2 separate regions of the Gossypium hirsutum genome follow, and region 1 is linked to region 2. A link is a contact called in public Hi-C data. All regions are on one chromosome and are shown on one strand. The core of a region is the stretch at or near the end of the contact, and the rest is flanking DNA. Distances in the headings are between cores, read along the strand shown. Region 1 holds the start of LOC107962970 (FT-interacting protein 3). Region 2 holds the start of LOC107926904.

What was found. A called contact is a pair of places that touch in the nucleus more often than the background predicts.
Region 1: a Hi-C map of leaf shows a contact between it and region 2, with 2.5 times the contacts expected there. The contact joins the promoter of LOC107962970 here to the promoter of LOC107926904 in region 2. A contact is called at or near these places in 2 of 34 Hi-C or Micro-C datasets (both in leaf).

The regions. Positions count from the first base shown.
Region 1 is chrA08:118,292,693-118,295,392 of Gossypium_hirsutum_v2.1, reverse strand. LOC107962970 (FT-interacting protein 3) reads left to right here and starts at 1,283. Exons shown (of 2, transcript XM_041074909.1): 1 at 1,283-1,751.
Region 2 is chrA08:118,072,604-118,075,303 of Gossypium_hirsutum_v2.1, reverse strand. LOC107926904 reads left to right here and starts at 1,280. Exons shown (of 3, transcript XM_016857851.2): 1 at 1,280-1,731. The coding sequence starts at 1,571. LOC107926910 (a long non-coding RNA gene) reads right to left here and starts at 591. Exons shown (of 5, transcript XR_001692340.2): 1 at 435-591; 2 at 253-278; 3 at 93-163.

The DNA.
Region 1 (2,700 bases), core at 34-2,533, 220 kb before region 2:
AAGTAATATGTTTGATATTTTGACTTAATTTAAATAAATAATAATTAAAACTCTTATCAAATGCTTAATTAATACAAGTTCAAACATAACATTTTATCTCCTGTCGAATAATATATAAAATATGTTTGATATTCTATAAATAATAAAAGATATAATCTACCTAAAATTTTCTACAAAAGAGATGAAAGCACTTCCATTTGCCGGCCAACAATTAGCATTAGGTGAGTATACTAAAAACAAGAAGCCAATTTAATGTTTAAATTTTTTAAAGGAAAATTTATTAATTTATTCCAAAAATAAGATGATGTAATTTGTGGAAAAAATAAATAATTACTCGTAAAAAATAGATTTTGTTAACACAATAAATGTTTCAACCTTAGTATTAATAAAATATTATGTCATGTTAACGATTGATTTTATCATAACTCAAGCACGACGTATCTGGAGTGATTGTAAGTACTTAATACGATAAGAAAATCAGTCTTGAATCATTTAAAGCGATGGACAAAAATCGATAAAAGAATTGATCATTCATAAAATTGACTAAGACGGTGACAAAACCATCTCTAAAATCATTTAAAAAAGCAAGACAAAAAAAGTATTAAAAGAACAAACAAACACTTCTAAAAGTAAATATTTATTAAACAATATAAAACAACAAAAAAATATAAAATTTAAAACAACACAGGTCTAAATTGACTCGTGAAATAATTTATTATTCTATAATACTCTTAAAATAGAAACAGATTAAGAAGCCGACGAAGAGTCACTCATTTTCTGAGATTTTCTACGAGAAATTATTTTTAACCGGTTGAGTTTCAACAACAATATACATTATCCTCTATTCATACAACAAAAATTCCTAAAAAATAGATTCACAAATTAAAAAGAAAAAAAAGCCCATAAAATATATTTATAAAAGATTTATATTAAAACCAAGCCACATGCAGATAAATTAAAAAGCTTAAAATTTTATATCTGGAGATTATATATTATTGTATTATTTCATTAAAAAAATAAAAAAATAAAAAAATAAAAAAAACTTTTGTATTAATATTTATTACTTAATAAAAGTAAATATGTTTTAATAAATTTTCAATTGCGATATATTTAATTGACAATATAAAATTTAGTTTATTAAAATAAATATTTGTAAATTTTAAAAAAATATTGGGCACGAAAAGAAATCCTCCAAATATAGTACAGCCAGTGGTAAAGATCTGGTTGGTATCACTACCACAAGATATAAGATGTACCCAACGAAGAACGCAGGCCTTACGAAAATCTTATCGTAAAAAAGAAAATATAAAAATTTCTAATTAAAATGTTAGAAGTTTCGATAAAGTTAAAAATTTTGGTATTAATATAATGTTAGAAGTTTTGATATGTTTTATTTTTTCGTGCGTATGATCAGTCCCAATTGAAAATCTTAAAAAGAGTCAAAAACGACGAATCAGAATCGAAAACGACGTCTACTTGCTCTTTTTTTTTCTTCTTGTTCTTTATCAAATGGCTGCATTGTTGTTTTCTTCTTCCTGTATCACTCTGTCCTCGATTACCGTGCATTGCCTTTAACCTGCAATAAGGCAATTACTCATTAACTCCTCTCTTTTACTTTTCTCAGAAACTTTAATGCGTTGCAAATGCCAAGTTAATTTTATGTAGACGGATCGAGGGAGCGAGCTTGCCATTTCTTTCTGAAACGTTTCAAGTTTTAAGACGTCTCACTTTCAGCTCGCATTTCAGAGCAGGTGAATTTCAAATTTGTTTTTATCATTAGTTTTGATTTTCTTTTGGTGAATGGCGGCATTTCAATGAGAAGCTCGAGAGAACTAATATTGGCCTTACCTTCATTTTCTTCAGTTTTTTTTTTCTAATCTGTTGCGCGCATTTAGTGGTGAATTTATTTCTTAATGTTAAATAGAATTTTTCATGTAACTATCGTTACTTTAACCTCTGTTTGGCTGCCGAGAAAACTGAGGGAATTAATTAGCAATTTTACATTGTTCTTTTTTCTGTGTGCACTGAGTTATTTATTTGGAGATTAAGCGGTTAAAGCTTTTCTTTGTTCTTTTATTACTTTACAAGCAATATTCTTTTGTTTACTCTTTTTGTTGTTGAGGATGAAGACAGTTGTTGAGATTCTATAGTTTAATGGCGTATAATCTGGGCAAAAACTCATGTGTTGTAAGCGTGGTGTAAGGATCTTTAGCTTAAACAGTGCAGAATGATCATGTGCAAAGTGCAAAGTAATCGCGTCATTTTCTTTTAAAATAATATAATTCATGTTTTAGATTTTCCCTTACGAGGGAGCTTCGCTCATGCACTTTTGTTTTCTTTAAAAAAAAAAAAAGAGCACCGACTTTTTTGTTTCTTTACTTCTTTTTAGAAGTCAAATTAATATTTTAAACTTGATATTTTTGGTTAGCAATCTGAAAATGTTTTTTATTAATAATTAATTCATGAACATGGAAGTAGATACGAAAACACCAACTTCTTTTTCCCTCAAAGTGTTTGGAATTCTTGCATTGCTATTATAAAGTCGCCATTTTCCGAGGCTTCATTTATTTTTTGCAGAAAAAAAATTATAAGCTGAACATACATTTAAATGGGCCATGTTTTCTATGAACAAGTCCCATCCTTGTGTCACTGTATCTGATTGGTTTCCCATTTGTTTTGCTTGTTGTGATCAATTTTTCT
Region 2 (2,700 bases), core at 31-2,530:
AATTGTCCAAAAAAAGGTTCAAAACAAAAACAAATTTAAATAATAAACTAAAATGAACTAATAATCAATCAAAAAGAACAAGAAAAGTAAACCTGCTAAAGCTAAGCTAGCGACTCTTTCACAGTTCTTCATTGTCGTCCTTTATTGCTAATAATCATTTTATCTAAAACAAAAATCGATCAAAATAATTAGTAGATAAGAAAACAAAACCGAGATTTAAATGATTTTTCAAATAAAATTAAGAATTAGAACCTTTGGTTTAATTTTCCTCTCTTGCTCTTTCCAACAGTCGATGGAATTTTATAGATCAAGCAAAAGAAAAGGAAGAGAGGAAAAGAAAAACTCTATTGAGAAAAGAAAAAGAATACAGAAAAAGAGTGCAAAAAAATTGGAAGAGAGGAAAATGGAAGGAACGGAGGAAGAAAATGTTTTACCTAACGTTGCGATGAAGGTGACTGTCTTTTAAGGTGAGACAGTGGGAGAGGGCAAAGTAGGGAGCGTTTTTGTGGTGATAGTCTCCTTAAGCACCGATTCAGTAATCAGTGGTGAGGAAACATAATAGAAATTAGGCAATTTCATTGCATAGGCCCGTAATGGAATAAGCTCGTAATAAGGCATCCCCTTGAACCAAACAGTTGTTTATGGTAGGCCCACGGAATAGAGTTGTAATAGCTAGACACCTTTACATTGAACCAAACATGGCCCTAGTGTTAGTTCATAATTCCATAGCTTATCTAAGGATGTTATATAATTGTAATAAAAATAACTTGATTCAGGGTCCGACTTGAAAAACCCATAATTTAAGTAGCCCCAAACACTCTATTTGGGGTAGACATGCAAGTAGAAGAGTCCATGATGTTAGAGTTGTGTGACACAAATTCCTGTTAAAGAAATAATACAGTGGTAAAACTAGGAGATCTGTGGTGGGCTTAAGGCCGTAGCATAATAGTTCCTCGCACTGAGGGTGCACCATGGTACGGACCAGGCTACACAAGTAGAATCCATCTAGAATTACTCTTCTTTTATTTGACATTGATTGCACAAGTAGAATCAATATAGAACTACGCTTCTTCTATTTGATATTGATTAGAATAAGGTTTTTCAACCTTTAAATAGATATAGTCGAAACTCCTCTTACATTATTCAATTTTCAACATTAGTGAATTTTTTTCTCTTCTGCCCGTTATTTTTTCCCGAAAGGATTTTCATATAAAATCTAACATTATGTTTGGTTGAGTGTAATAGAAATAGATTACAGCCCAATTCAATGAGCCCACCACCAAACCAATGTTTGGTTGGCTGTAATGTCATTACAGCCTTATTCAATTCAGCCTCTATTCCCACTAAACACACTGAATAGCATTCGGCGCCTTACCCACAGAATAGCCATTCAGAGTGTCTCAGTTTCAATTTTACCCTTCTCCCTTCCTCACGTCTGAAGCCTCTTCTCTTTTCGTTCTTTTTCCCATTTCCTTCCAGCCTTCTTAACCATATTCATCCCTAAAGTTTTAACCTTTTAGGAATTTGAATTAGGGTTTTGATATTTCCCAAAATTATCTGAAAAAGGAAAATGAATTTGGGGGATTTGCACAAGGTCTGGGAAATCAAAGCATTGAAGAGGAAACCTGGAGAAGAAGAAGCCAAAAAAAAAATCTTAAAGAAAATAGCCAAACAAGTTCAACCCATTATGTGTAAGCATAAATGGAGGGTCAAGCTCCTCTCAAAATTCTGGTATCTTTATCAATTTTATTCATTTTTGTATCTTTTATTCTGTTAGAGAAAATGATTTTTTTCTTCAATTGTGCTGAATTCTTTTTCTTCAATTATGATTGATGGAAGAATGGGTATTTACGGTTATACTACTGAAATTCAAGCGCTTTTCTTTTATGGCATTGAGATGTGTTTTATCAATGCTGAAGCATGATGCCGAAGGAAAATAATGCATTGAAAGAATTGTGAAGTGTTTGCATGCTTTGAGTTATCATACTAGGAGTTACTTTGGCTTGACTTTCAAAAATTATACTGAATTTAGTTTTGATTTTTTTTTCATATTGATAGTCCGAATAATCCAGCTTTGTTTGGACTAAATGTGGGAGCTGGCATCCACATAAAGTTAAGGTTATGAAGACCGAATCGGGATTGGGATTTTCATCCCTTCGATCAAGTTCTTGATACAATGCTTCACGAGCTTTGCCATAATGCTCATGGTCCTCATAATGCTAGTTTTTACAAGCTCTAGGATGAGCTTAGAAAGGTCCATTTCCATTCTTTTAGATAGTCCCTAATCATCATTTTCCAGTGCCAAATGCTGTTTTATGGATGGTTCATGTCTATATTACTAATTTTCCTGTTAAGACTTGTTTAAGATCGTGCTATTGTGTTAGAACCATATAAGCCTATCAAATGAAAGATTCTGGCGTGTGAGGATCAAATCATTAAGAAAGCATTATTAAGTGTGACTGAAGGTTCTCAGGATGTGCCTATATATGGATTCACGATTAAACATTATCTATGTGGAAAAGGGAGAGCTTATGTTAGTTGAATAATTTGATTATTGGTTACAATATATTTGAGCCCTATGTTAGTTTTAATCCATTTGGGATGGATGTCTTACTTGGAAAATTGGACTGATCTTTGCTCAATCAGTGTTCCTTCTGTATGTTTCCTTATTGTTGTCTATTTACTTGTGTTTCTGGAATT